Linked DNA regions of Sus scrofa: region 2 is linked to region 1. A link is a contact called in public HiChIP or PLAC-seq data. All regions are on one chromosome and are shown on one strand. The core of a region is the stretch at or near the end of the contact, and the rest is flanking DNA. Distances in the headings are between cores, read along the strand shown. Region 1 holds the start of PLXNB1 (plexin-B1). Region 2 holds the start of SHISA5 (protein shisa-5).

What was found. HiChIP or PLAC-seq counts read pairs in DNA pulled down with a chosen protein or histone mark.
Region 2: a contact with region 1 is called in an H3K27ac HiChIP or PLAC-seq map of alveolar macrophages. The contact joins the promoter of SHISA5 here to the promoter of PLXNB1 in region 1. A contact is called at or near these places in 1 of 5 promoter capture datasets (fetal liver) and 2 of 2 datasets of contacts at active chromatin or transcription factors (alveolar macrophages and skeletal muscle).

The regions. Positions count from the first base shown.
Region 1 is chr13:31,135,797-31,143,503 of Sscrofa11.1, reverse strand. PLXNB1 (plexin-B1) reads left to right here and starts at 3,371. Exons shown (of 39, transcript XM_021070624.1): 1 at 3,371-3,497; 2 at 7,384-7,436. It overlaps CCDC51 (coiled-coil domain-containing protein 51), which reads left to right. Exons shown (of 4, transcript XM_003132182.4): 4 at 1-14.
Region 2 is chr13:31,204,111-31,210,906 of Sscrofa11.1, reverse strand. It overlaps SHISA5 (protein shisa-5), which reads left to right and starts at 5,183. Exons shown (of 6, transcript XM_021070633.1): 1 at 5,183-5,314.

The DNA of each region.
Region 1 (7,707 bases), core at 2,122-4,621:
TTTATTATTTAAAATAATTTATACTAGACTAAGTTTTGTCCATTGAAAATTGAGATTTGGGACTGTGGGTTGGGCCTGAAAGTAAGGTCATCACCCCCTTTTAGTTTCTCTCTCATCTCTTTTGTAAATATTTATTTTTATTCTTTTAAATTTTAGGGCCACACCCGTGGCATATGGAGGTTCCCAGGCTAGGGGTTGAATCGGAGCTACAGCTGTCGGCCTGTACCACAGCCACAGCAACTCGGGGTCTGAGCCACACAACTCGTAGGTATGTGACCTACACCACAGCTCACGGCAATTCTGGATCCCTGGCCCTCTGAGTAAGGCCAGGGATCGAACCTGCGTCCTCATGGATGCTAGTCAGGTTTGTTTCTGCTGAGCCATGACGGGAACTCCCTCTCTTATCTCTTGGTCTTGCCCTTTGGCTCAGGACCCATTTGGATGCACTTACCCCTTGAGGCCTGGATTTTTTTCTCTCTTTCTTTCTTTCTTTTTTTTTTTGGCTGCACCTGTGGCATATGGAAGTTCCTGGGTCAGGGGTTGAATCCACACCACAGTGGCAAGCTAGCTGCTGAAGTGACAACGCTGGATCCTTAACTGGCTGTGCCACGACAGAGCTCGGAGGCCTGGATTTTCACTTTGGATTTCCTGGCCTGTCTTTCACTTGCCCAATCTCCCTGTGCCAGATGGCCCATGGGTTCTAGTTGCCTGCAAAATACTCGTTGGTAATCATGGTTACTGCCCCTCTTCTGAATCACTTTCTCTGCCATGTTGGGGAAAACTTCCTGGTTCTAACACTGGAGGAATGATCAGAGGAGAGTGGGGAAGAGGGATTGGGGGAATGGTTGGTAAACATTGCTGGGAACATAATTACAGGAATTGGCAGCCGGTCTGGTTCCCTGGTGCAAAGAATGCTTTGGGCAGCACCACTCGGGTGTGGGTGTCATCCCACACACAGCCTAGGGATGGCCTCTGTAGGCATAAGCAGAGCTCAGCCCACCAGCAGTGTGAGTGGGGAGGAGCCTCCCAGAGGTGGGAGGTGCAGATGGGGGGCGGGGACATGGAGGCAGACTGCCCTGAGAACCCTTGACTTCCTCTCTTTTCAGTGGACAACAGCCACTTTGACCTCCCAGGCTAAATGGCCATGGGTGGCCTTGAATGTCCTTGAGTAAATAGAAGTAGTGAGGAGGCACTCTGCTTGAGCTGTGGGTCTGGAGAACCCATCCTTCTTTCTGGCTGCACAGAGGTGTGCAAGGTCTGCAGATAGGGGCTTCTGCAGGTTGGGCTTGTTTGCCTCTGCAGAGCTGACTCAACAGCAGAGGCCGGTGGAACCAGAAGTGCTTCCATGAGGTGCCCTCCTTTCTTGGGCGCCTGTGCTTAGGGCAGTGAGCATGGCTCAAGTGGCCCTGTGGATGCCCTGAACTGAGCCCCCGATCCCTTGGTCGTTTGGTCACTCTATCCAAGGCATTATTTCCTTTTTGTAATGATTCTTCAGAAGGGCATGGAATGAAATGACCTCTACACTTGGGCTATGTTCACCCTCCATCAGGGGTAGGAGATGCCCTATCTGTGTATAGATGTGGCCTTTGGGAATCCTAGGTCCCCCTCTCGGGTGAGGTAGGTACTAAAGGGTATGCATTTGAGTGAATGGGTCTGGGGAGAGGAGGATTCCAGGCACATGCTGCCCCCCCCCCCCCACAAGCTGCACAGGCAGAAAAGTTGAGGTGTGTGAGGGCTTGGCTGAGATGGTGATGAGTATGGGGGAGTTGTGGAGCATAAGGTTAGAGAATGAAGTGGAGGACCGGAGTGCCAGATAGGCACCTGGGGTCTTTGATGTTTGGAAGCCACGAGGGAACTGGTGCAGACAAGGTGCTGAGCGCCTGGACCCAGGTGCAGGAAGAGATGGTGGAGGAAAGGGAGCAACCTGAGGAGTTGGGGAGGAAGAATTTGGAAGGTGGAGTTGGAAATAGGAGAGTGAAGGCAGGCTCTGGATGGGTAGCAGGTGGGAAGAGGGTGCTGGTGGTTTAGCTCTTTTGACAATAGCCAGTGCAGATGACCTGAACTTTCTGGTTGAGGCTTCCCCAGCCTGTGCAGGATATGGGGTCTTCCAGGGAGGTCTGTATATGAAAAAATTTGCCTTCCAGGAGGCTGTCTCCATGGCCTCCAGCCAGAGTCCTTCAAAAGTCTTAAAAAGATGGGCTAGGTCCTGGCTCCTGAGTTTGCAGTGGGCAGGGTGGGGTGTGAAGGGCCTGGCATAGGGCACACCTGGGCCTCAGGAGAGAACCCAGATGTTCCTCCCTCCGAAGGCCCGGATATTTGCTGGTGAGGGAGTTCAGACTTGCCCAAGGCTTCTCACCTTGGGGTGGGTCCAGGTACAAGTCTGGGAGGAAAGGAAAGAAATGTGCCCTTACATGTGCACTTTTGCAGCGGTGCGCCCTCCTCTAACAGCCGGCCTAGGTGTGGTAGCACCTCCACTTGGCGGTGAGCAAATAGGCGTGTGTGTTTGGGGGGCAGGGGTCAGATTACTTGGCTTAGTGATAGCGCAAACCCAGGCCCAACCCCAAAGACTGCGCGCTCTTCCCGCACAGCCAGAGGTGGGGGCGGGAGGGAAAGGTTGGCTGTTTGGGAGTCCTGGGAGTGGGCAAGACCTGGTGCGGTGGGGAAAAACAAGTCACCTAGGAGTTCAGGTAAAGAAAATTGGAGGCGGACAACCACAGGAGCCAGGTATTGGAGGAGAAAGAGGGAGCTCCGGGCGCCGCAGCGCAGGGGTGGTGATTTGTTAACCGGCGGGCCAGAGGAGAGGCGTGGGACTCACCCGGCGCCCAGGCAGGTAGAGCTGGAGCGCTGAACCACCGCACCTGAGGGTTCAGAGCGGGACCCCCCAGTCCGGCCCCTCCCACCCCGGAGGGCTCCCGATTTCGGTTCCAGTGCCCCTCTCAGGTGAGGCCCGGCGGGAGCGGAGCCGGGCGGGGCGTGGCTGGCCGCCCTCTGGGCTCTGCTCCTCACCCTCCTCCCACCGCCCTCCACGTTGCCCTGGCTACCGTCGCGGTGCAGCCAGCCACCCCCTAACCCCCGCGACGGAGGGGGTCGAGTCCTCCGCCCTGGGCAAGTGCGAAGACTGATGGACTGGAATGCGGGGTCCCGGGCCGCTTGCGACCGCGCGCCCCGCTCTCCTGGCTGCTTCCGGCCTGGCTTGGGCGGCGGGCGGGGGGAGGGCGGCCGGGCGGGCGAAGGGGGGGAAGGAGCGGAGCCGGGCCCGGCCGACGCGGCTTTGTCTCCTTTGTTCCCGGCCGTGGCAGAGCCGCAGCGGGAGGGGCGGGCGGCGGGCGCAGTTTTCTGCCCCTCGGTCTCCGGGTAACAGCTGCGGCTTCGCCAGACCCACCTCCGGGGGGCGGGCGAGGGGGGGCCGCAGACGCTACCCTGCGCAGATCCCTAGTCGGGAGTGGCCGGCGCCCGCCTCGGCGTGGCGTGCTCGTTCCGCTGGGCCTGGCCGGGTGGTGAGTGTGGGGCCCCAGGGCCGGGGTGGTGGGGCTGGGGCGAGGCAGCGCGCCCTTGGGATAGAAGGACCTTGGTTGGGCCTCCATGCTGCTGGCCCCGGGCAGCCCAGGTGAGTGGTGGGCGCTTCGGTCCTGAGAGTTGGGACCACACTTCTCTGTGCGAAGGGAAACTCTGGCGGCTCCGCCTGTAACGCGATTGGGAGACAGAGGAGGTGGAGCTGCTCCTCCGCGCCCCCTCCTCGCTGCCGCCGCCGCTGCCTCAGCTAGGGACCGGCCGGCCTCTTCCCCGCCCTCCCAGGACCACTGGTGGGGTCCTTGCCCCGGCTGGGGAGGAGGGAGGAGGGTCAGGGAAGAGTCGATGGGAAGGTCGAGGCTTCCCCCCTGTAGTAACAGCCCTTCCAGGCTGTGCTGGGCGGGACTGACAAAAGGCAGACTGTGCTTTCCCCTGCCACGCACCCCCAGGGGGCGTCCCCCCTCCCCCACCCTAGACGCAGGTGATGGGTGATTGATCACTCGAGTCCTCACTGGTGCCCGGTAAATGGTGGACAAACCCCGCTCCCCCCACTTCAACACAGACAACAGGGCAAGCGCTGCACTCCTGTGCTGTCAATGAGTAACTTTTAGATGGACCCTGGGAATGGAGTGGGAGGGCAGAAGGGAAAGGCCAGTGTCCTAGACTCCCTGCCACTGGGTAAATGAGAGCTGGGCTGTGAACCCTCTCTCTCTGTGTGAAGGGCAGTCTAAACCCCTTCAGTTGGTGAGGACAGCCCCGGCAGAGCCAAGAGAGGTGCTTGCTCTTTGCAGATGAAGTGAGGCAGCCTTGAGGCGTGCTGAAGCCTTCCAGAGGAAGTTGGGCCCAGAAGAACCAGGCTTTGGCTATAACTCTAGCTGCGACTTGAGATCTGGAGAGTGGGCAAGTGATCCTAGCTATGCAAGTAGGGAACTTGAGGCCTGACTTCCAAACCAGCCTTTTCAGTCTGCTCTGGCCTGGTCCTTATTAAATGTGGGGCTGACACCTTGTCCTTTGAGAAGCCAGGTGGCTTGGAGAGGGTTGCGGGCCCCATATCTCCCCTCCTGGCTGGGTTTTCTTGGCTTCCTTTCAAAATGCAAGGAGTACCTGTTCTTTGCGAACGTCTGTCCTGATTACTCAGGCCTCTGAATCAAAAGTCACATTCTCTGGAGTTCCCGTTGTGGCTCAGTGGTTAACAAACCCAGTTAGTATCCATGAAGACGCAGGTTCAATCCCTAGCCTTGCTCAGTGGGCTGAGGATCTGGCATTGTTGTGAGCTGTGGTGTAGGTCACAGACGAGGCTCAGATCCCTAGTTGCTGTGGCTGTGGCTGATTTGACCCCTATCCTGGGAACCTCCATATGCTACGGGTGTGACCCTAAAAAGACAAAAAAAAAAAAAGTAAAAAAGTCACTTTCTCTGCCTTCAAGGAGCTTGAAGTCCAGAGTGGGAGCATGGATCAGGGAAAAGAGTGGCCTCGGTTGGTGTACTCATGCCAGGCACATGCCATATCACATTTAATGGTCAGAGAAAGTCCTCTAGATGGGAAATCTGAGGCTCAGAGAGCCCAAGGCAGAGCTGCAGTACATACCGGGGTGGTGGCTGGGGGTGTCCATCCCACAGACCACACACAGTGGGCTCCTCGGGCTTCTTTGGAAGGTGCTATTTGAGCACTAAAGTTACTGGGACAGAGAGGGAGTGGACATGGAGGAGTGTGAAACAGCCTGCAGTTCAGGCTGGCAGGAACGAAGAGCATGTGTGGGGGAGCCCGTGGATTGGAGAGCTTGACCTTTATCCTTCAGGTCCTGGGTGCCCCAAAGACTCTTGGGGGAAGGATGTACCCTGCCTGATTCTGCTTGAAGTTCCCTGAGGTGGGCGGGGTAGACTGGAGGGGCTGGGGGCTCCTCTATGGCTGGTGGCAGAAACTGAGTGAAATTCGTGTGGCCAATAAGGAGGAGAAAATGTGTCTGCCTTTTGTTTTCCTCCTCCTCCCATCCATGGTATGTGGGGAAGGGCTAGGGTTGCTAGGTCTTGTTGCAGTGATTGATTGAAAAAGCTTGACACTTTTCCCAGAGTAGGTCGGCCTCCAGCCTCCTATGTGGCCTGGTCAGGAGCTGTCCTGATCCTGCCCATCCTCTTCCTGTGGGCCACTAGACCAGCTGTGATTTTTACATTCTGGGGAGTGTCTTGGTTGCTGCCCCTTGAAGGCTGGAGAACTTTGGCATGAAGTAGGCGCTGAGCAAATGTTTGTAAGTGAATGAAGGGGCAGAACCTCTGCCCAAGGCCCACCCCTAGGCAGGCAGTGGTTGGAGGGACTGAGCAATAGCTGAGTGTGGGAAGCGGCCTCTGCTCATCCTCAGGCAGACCCTGTCTTCCTGGAGGAAGAAACTTTCTCCCCCCATCCCTTGGAAACAAGGTGGGGGGCTCCTGGGAAGCCTGGCCTTGCCACAGTCCTAGGCTTCTCGCTGGGTTCACGACTCTCTCTGTTGCCCCCCTCCCCCTACCCCCTTGGTGGCAAACAGAGGCTGCCTTGTTCCTACTCCCATAGAGCTGCCCTGTTCTCTGCACACTAAAAATGGAAACCCCCAAGCTATTTTGGGAGCAGTGCCCAGCCAGGCTGTGGCCGCAGCTCCCCTGCTCCCCCTAGGCTGCTGGACCCTCCTCCAAGCCTGCTTACACTGGGGCAGCCTCAGGAGCACCCTGCCGGGGACCTTGGCTGGAAGGAGCCCTCCTAGACCCTGGGAAGCTCTCAGGACACTGCCCACGCAGACAGGCAGCTGGGTGGCGGGAGGGGGCTGGGCCATGTGGCCTGGGTACAGGCAAATAGGGGAAGTGTCTCACCGCCTGGGATGCATAGCCTATCCCCAGTGCTTAACCAACTTTGGTGCTTCTGGCTAAGACCATCCAGGTCTGGGAAAGGTGGTGTCATGGTTTCCTAGTCTCACCAGGCTTCAGGTGGGGCCTGCAAGGAAGGGGTCTGTGAGGAGAGCAGGCACCCAAGTTCTGGGAGGGTCCTGGGATGGAGGGCACATCTAGTTTGGTGACTTCCTCTATGACAATCACCCCCACCCCCCTCCTGAGCCCTGCTCTGACCTGCAGGAAAAGAAGTAGAAAGAGATGGCTTGGCCTTCACAGCCCTGTAGGTCTTAGGGCTCAAACCAGGGAAGTGTGTGTGTCTATATTTGTGGGGCTTGAATATGGGTGCTGGTGCGTATGACTTGGGTAGGTGGGTGTGACATTCCTGTGTGTAGGGAGGTTGTCTCTGTGGATGTGTCTTTGTGTAGGTGTCTAAGTGCAGGTGGTGTGTCTGTGTGGGGTGTATGTCTGTATCTGGGTATGTGTGTTGTGTATACAGGTTATATGTATGTGCATGCGCCCATGTGTTTGTGTGTGGTTGTGTGTGTGCAGGGTGGGTGGTATGTATGCTTCTTGGTGTGCAGGAGCATGTGTCTGTATGCCGGTGGTGGTTTGGGCTAGGTTATCCCCGGCCAGGACTATGTGGAGGGTGTGTACCTGGGCATCTTGATAGGGCAGTGTTAGGGCAGAGGGTGAGAATGGGAGAGTGCTAAGAAGAGGGGACTGCAGGGGGACAGGACCAAGGTGGGGGCCTGGCTGCGCCCTGGCAGCCACGGGGCTCCTTCGTAGCTGCCCTTTCCCAGGCCCCAAGGGTGCCTGGTTCTGCTGCCCTCCCCCTCCCTGTGGGCTCTGAGGAGGCGTCCCTTGTGGAATGTGTTTGGTGGCTGAGGGCCAGGCTGGGCCCGGCTCCACCAGCAGACTGGGCAGCAGGGAGGGGTACCTTTGTGCTGCCTCCACGGTTGGGAGCCCACATGGCTGCAGCCCAACCCCCAGCTTCATGCTCTGCTTTTTCCCTGGCTAGGTGACTTTCACGCAGGTCATGCTGTTGTGTCCTGATCCAGCCGGCCCTGCCAGGTGAGCCCAACCTCACACCTAGGTGTCTGGGAGCAATGTGACTTCCACCTCTGCTCAGGGCCCTCCAAGGTGGGGTCTAGCCTTTCAGGCCCTGTCCCTGGCATGCTTAACCCCCCTCAACGCCCGCCTCTTCTCTCTGGCCCTTTGGTTCTATGGTTATTACCCTTCTGGATTCCTAGCCTGAAAAGCCCTTCTTCTAATTCTTGCCCTACTCTAACTTGTGGGTGGCCCATGGGACCTCACCCTCCCTTCTGCCCAGGAAGCTGACATC
Region 2 (6,796 bases), core at 3,934-6,433, 66 kb before region 1:
ATGTTCTAGTGATGGGAGACACTGTAAAGAGATGAGTAAAGATGTAATGTATTGATGCAGGGACAGAGTGGACAGTGTGGGACAAGGCTGTAAGAAGGCCTCACTGAGAAGGCGACCAATTCCCTGGATGCATTAAATGCATTTTTTTACATCTTTTTTTTTTTTAGAGCTGCACCCACTGCATATGGAGGTCCCCAGGCTAGGGGTCAAATCGGAGGTTCAGCTGCCTGCCTACACCACAGCCACAGCAACTCAAGATCTGCATCCACGACCTACACCACAGCTCATGGCAATGCCAGATCCTTAACCCATTGAGTGAGGCCAGGGATCGAACCCCCATCCTCATGGATACTAGATGTGTTCATTAAACGCTGAGCCATAAGGGGAACTCCTAAATGCATTTTCGGAGTTCTCGTTGTGGTGCAGTGGATAATGAATCCGACTAGGAACCATGAGGTTGCAGGTTCCCTGGCCTTGCTCAGTGGGTTAATGATCCGGCATTGCCATGAGCTGTGGTGTAGGTTGCAGACGTGGCTCGGATCCCACATTGCTGTGGCTCTGGTATAGGCCGGTGGCTACAGCTCCGATTCGACCCCTAGCCTGGGAATCCGTATACCACGGGAGCAGCCCTAGAAAAGGTACAAAGACAAAAACAAACAAATGAACAAACAAAACTAAATGCATTTTTGACTTAAGCTATCCATTTGGGTTTATTGGAGTGTAATGCCATTGTAAGTCAAGCAAGATGTGTATGCCGCCAGTGATGGCTGTACCAGCTCTGTCTCCTCAATCTGCTAGGGTTGCCAAAGGCTTTTCCTTCATCCTGGCTGGATTTCCACTGCCTTAGCTCCAACAAGGCAAATGTCCAGTCCGATGCACCCCTATTTCTTGGTCACCTGCTGACAACTTTATCAGTTGGAAGAAACTGACTCTGCCCACCTTAATCAGAAATGGAATTCATGAATGGAAACTTCTGTAGCTCCCAGAATCACCAAGAGCATTGGAGGACAAGGAAGAGAGGCGATGCCCAACTCACAGTTCTGCTTTGGCAGACACTGCATGCTGCTGCTCGGCTGCTGTGACTCCTGCCACAGCAGAAGTTCTGCTGTCCTTCGGCTGGTCACCAGCCCTGCTGAGCAAACTCCAGGGAGGGAACATCTGATTGGCTGGGCCTCAGGCAAAGGAAACTGGGAAGTGGATGTCTGCCATTTCTGCCTTCTGCACTGGAGGAAGGCGGCCCAGGAGGAAATGGCACAGGCCCTGAGCGGTGCTTGGCTTACTCTCACCCTGGCTCAGAGTTAGTCCTGGGCTGATGGGCCACATCCACACCCTGCCACCCACACCTCTTGGGTGCTAGGCTTTCTGGGTATCATTGAATATTGCTCTGGCTCCGTGCAGAGTTCCCATAAACAGCTTGGCTGTTCTAGCATAGAAGTTCTAGTGGAAAAATAGTTATTCTTGTCACTGAATATTTGAGGAGAGTTCCATAAAAGGGCTGTTACAGAGCTGTGGGCGAGCTCAGGTGGCAGCCCCCGGGGGCTGCATCAGTGAGAGCTCTTTCCATCCTTAGGCCTGTCAGCTGAAGAAAAATGCAGAACCTACAAGTTGTGAGTAAATTTTTTTTTTTCTTTTTTAGGGCCACACCTGTGGCATATGAAGTTTCCCAGGCTAGGGGTCTAATCGAAGCGACAGCTGCCAGCCTTTGCCACAGCCACAAAAATGCCAGATTTGAGCTGCGTCTGTGACCTGCACCATAGCTCACAGCAACACTGGATCCTCAACCCACTGAGCAAGGCCATGGATTGAACCCGAAACCGCATGGTTCCTAGTTGGATATGTTTTCGCTGCACCACGATGGGAACTCCTTGAGTTAATTTTTGTTTGTTTGTTTAATTTTTGGCCTTACTTGCAGCATGCAGAAGTTCTGGGCCAGGGATCAAACCTGCACCACAGCAATGACAATGTTAGATCCTTAACCCACTGAGCCACCAGGAAACTCTATGAGTCAAATTTTACTTGGGGATCCGTTTATTCTGAGGACTATAGCCCAGAAGACAGCCTCTCAGCTCTGAGGACCGGCTCTGAAGAGGTAAGGGAGTGAGGCAGAATAATAATTCAGGTAGTTAATGTAGGAACATGGGCTTTGATATATTCCCTGATTAATATCCATGGTTTAAGATTTGTAAAAACTGATCAAGACAAACAGGCCTTTCTTATTGGGATATTAACTATTAAGAGTACATTTGTTTTACGTCAAGGTAGGAATTAACCCCTGACTTGCTAACTTGACTGTTAGCAAAATAATATAAAGAGTGGCGACTCTTAAGTCTTAAGTCTAGGAAAAAGAAGAGAAAAAGGACCATAAAATGTACGGCGCATCCCCTAACTCGCAAGTCCCTGTTGGACAAGGCCAATGGGAAAAAGAACTGATATCTGGACCCCACATTGCTACTCCTGTCTTTAAGAAATAAAACCCTCCAGAGAACAATAGAAAGGGAGACTCTTCTAACCCCTCCCAGTGTCGGTGCTGGGAGCTGTTTGCTTTTCCTGTAATAAAAACTTTGCTTGCTTGCTGCCTGTGTGTTCTCACAGTTCATTCTTCAGGTCCATGAACAAGAACCTGGATTCCGGTAACATCTTCCTGGCATCAGGAGGAGCCAGGATATATAGGAGTTTTTCGTTGGAAAAATAAAACAAGTGGTCAAATATCAAAAGCTTACTAATCACAGAGTTCCCTTGGGGCGCAATGGGTTAATAGCCAGCATTGTGTCACTGCAGCAGCTTGGGTGGTTGCTGTGGCATGGGTTTGGTTTCAGTCCCAGGCCAGAGAACTTCTATATGCCTTGGGTGCAGCCAAAAAGGAAAAAAAGGAGTTCCTGTTGTGGCTCAGCACAACAGGACATAGTGACATAGTGTCTGTGAGGATGCTGGCCTCACTCATTGGGTTAAAGATCTGGCATTGCTGCAAACTGTGGTGTATTTTGTAAATGTGGCTCAGATCTGGCATTGCTGTGGCTGTGACATAGGCCAGCAGCTGCAGCTCCAATTCAACCCCTAGCCTGGGAACTTACATATTCCGCAAGTGCTGCGCTAAAAGTAAAAGAAAAAAAAGAAAGAAAAAGATTACTGATCTCACAGAATAGAAGCCTCAAGTTAAATGATTCTAGAGCTCTCTTTTCTGTGTATGGGAAAATGCAAGGACTAGTGTTCCTTGAAATTCTTCCTTAGATATGCATCTTATCTAGGGCCAGCATCCAAAGCATAGTATATTTCCTGCTTTTCCTCCATCAATTCAGGGAACAAATTCAGGGAATTCATCCCCTCAGGGCACACTGTGGGTAGGTGGCTGCAGTGGCTAATTAGAACAGTGGCTTGATTGGAAATGGATGGCAGGCAACATTCTTTGTTTACTGGCATGGCAGGTAACATTCCCTGTCCAAAGCCTGCAGGGTCGAGCCCCAGGTGGGGAAAGACTCCTGGGACCTGGTGGGATTCCACTCACCCACCCAGCCCCTACTGGCCCCAACCTCCAGTGCAGTTTCTGCAGAGGGAATCAGTCACTCCCTGGGGCCCTCAAGATAATGTTCCAATTTCTCAGCATTATGGCTCTGAACGAGGGGTGGGAGGAGCTGTGGCTGTTGGGAGTAGGAGGTGTGTCTGACTGGCCTCCAGAAGCTTTGAGGAGCAAAGTAGGGATAGGAAGGGGCAGAGGCAGCAGGGTGGGCTGAGGCTGGGCTGTGTCAGGGAGGGCCCCTCATCATGCTCCGTCACAGGTCACACCGAGCGGTCACACCTCTGCCCCCATTTGTGTGCTGAACATGCTGAGTTTGTACCCTTCCCAGCCAGGTGGTGAGGGGGACAATGGAGGACCTAAGCCCTCCCTCCCTATTCTTACGCTGGCCAAGGACTACCCTGAGGATATCCCGGTTGTCTCCTGAGGCCTTACCTCTTGTTACACGAGGTGGCACTCAGGGTGTACACAGTGGCTCAAGTTAGTGTGACACTTCATGTTTTCTGCTATATAATGAGTATACCTGTGGCGGGAGCAGGGTGCAGAGAAGCTCAGAAACATGGGCCGAAAAAGAATGCTTGTCATAGACTGATGTTTGTGTCCTCCCAACTTTAAAGGCTAATTCCACAGTAATGGTATTTGCAGGCGGTGCCTTGGGGAGGTGAGTAGACCGTGAAGGTGGAGTCCTCATGAATGAGATTGGTGCACTCATAAAAGAGGCTCCAGTGAGGAATTCCCAGTTTGTTCAGCCGGTTAGGATACAGCATTGTCGTCACTGCTGGGGCTTGAGTTCAATCCCTGACCCTGGAACTTGTGTTGCAAGCTGCAGGTGTACCAAAAAAAAAAAAAAAAAAAAAAAAAAAAAAAAAAAAAAAAAAAGGAAAAAGAGGCCCCAGTGAGCTCCCTTGCCTCCTGGAAACAGAGGTCATCTGAGAACAAGAAAGCAGGCTCTAAACCAACACAGAATATGCTGACAGCCTGATCTTGGAATTCCCAGTCTACAGAATGGTGAGAAACAAATGTCTGTCGTTTATAAGCCACTGAGTCTGAGATGTTTGGTTATAGCTGCCCCAAGGGACTAAGACAGTAGTCCAGCTTCCCAGCCCTGGCTATGTAAGGATCCCTTGTTATCAAAGCTACAGCCCACTGGCCTGTGTGCAGTAAAGCAAATCTACTGAGCCTAGGCTGTGGTGAAGGAAAGTGCAGCATTTATTGACAGGCACCAAGCAAGGTACCTGGGGCAGCTGGTGCTCAAAACATCTTAATTTCCCCATGGGATTTAGCAAAGCATTTTTATTAAAAGCCAGAGAGGGGAGTCAAGTCACAGGGAAGGTGATCAGCTGTGCACAATTCTCTGATTCGTTGATGGTGAGGTAACAGGGTAGTATCACAGCTGTTAACTGTCAAGCAATCAAAGTGGCCATTAGGCCAGGGGTGGGCGGGGAGGGCTACATGCTTAGCATCTATAAAACAACTCAGGAAATGTGCACCAGATATTATTATCTAGGTACTTGCCAGAGGAACTAAAGCAGAGGAGGGATCTGTCCTAGGAAGGCCCCATATGGTCCTGCTCTGTTATACCCTGACCCACAGTGAGGGGGCATCTGAGGCCTATTAGCCGTGGCCCCATCTAATGGTGTCTTTGAGAGCCTAGTTCTGGCAGCAGTGATTGGGGCCAACTGGCCCCATTCTGAGCCAGGTGGTGGCCTAATGTGTGCCTGGAGCTGCCAGTTCCTAACCCTCAAACCAGGCCATTGGAGCCAAGCTTGCCCTGACACAGGGGTGAGCCTACCTGGACTCAAGGTAGGGTGAACAAGGGCATAGGGGGTCACTCCAGGAGGAGTGTCTTCAGAGCTGGAGTCCTGGGAAGCTTCTGAACTAGGCATCCAAACAGGAACCAGCATCTGTCAGGCGCCTACTGTGTGCAGAGGTTTGCCACACCACCCCACTTCACCCTAAAGTACCTCTGGGGAGTATTCCCCCGGGCGAGTGCGGGGCGGGGGAGGGCTCTGAGCCCAGCACCCGGGCCTGCCGGCAGCACCCAGCAGAAGCTCAAGGACCAGGACGCAGATCCCCGAGGAGACCTTCTCCGGACCCCGGGACAGGGACTGGCGGTGTGGGCGGACAGGGCCCTGAGAGCAAAAGGCAGCTTTGGTGGTCGCCGGGTGCCCGTCGGCGGAACCCGCTCCGGGGAACCAACACCTAACGTGTGCCTGGCCTGGAGGCTGGGAGGGGCGTCCGCTTCCTTTCCTTCCCTCGCCCTCCCCTCCTCTGCCTCCCGGGCGGGGTTCCCGGAACGGCCGGGGCGGGGCGCCGCGCGGGTCGCAGAGGCTGAGGCCGCACCGCGACCGTCAGTCCGCCCGCCAGCCCAGCCATGGCCACTTCAGCCCCCGCGCCTCGGATCCTGCTGCTGCTGTTGCTGCTGCTGCTACCGCCGCCTCCGGGTGGTGAGCCTTGGCGGGTGGCCGGGGGTTTGTCCTGGGAAGGGATGGGGGCAGCCGCGGCGCGCCGTCCCTGGAACCAGCCCAGGCAGCCCTGTCCCCGTAGGGCCGCCAGCGGACCTCTAATCACTCTGAGGTCGTCAGCCAACCCCACGACTGGTCTCTTCTGCCCAGCCTCTCACCTGTGTGAACTGACACTGTCCTGACCCCAGGCAGCTGCCACCATTGCTCTGTCCTGGAATGGTGGGAAGGGGGGGTGGTCTGTCCTCTAGTGTTCCAAGGGATTGGGTCCTCAGAGGCTGGGGTAGGATTCCCTTCCTGGTCTTAGTGGGGGTGGGCAGGGGGTGGCAACAGGGAGGCCTGGACCCTCCATCTGCACCTTCCCTCAGCCTCTGTTTGTTGGCTGGGAGCCTCTACTCCCTGCCTTCATGGCCCTGGTGTTCCTGGAGACGGCTGAGGCTGGCCCCCGGCGTTGGAGGAGACACGCTAACTGTGTGTGTTGATTGTAGACTGATGATTCACAGATGGTGGAGGCCAGGCTGGGGGCCTTTCAGGGGTAACTGAATAGAACAGCACACTGCCCCACCCACCTCCTGCCCTAGGAAGCCGAAGATTCTTCTGGGGTGGGTGGTTTTCTCCAAGGGAAGGACCTTATTTCCTGGGCACTGGGACACATCTAGAGGACCTGGGGTGGGAAGGTGAGAAGGTCCAGCCCTGTTTCCTGGTCCAGTGAGGTCTGGAGAGCCTGGTTCAGAGCATCTGGGTGTCAGAAGACCATTTGTATCATTGGCTTTGGGCTCAGACGTCACCTGTATGCGTCTTCAGGCCCAGCTTAGAGGCTTGG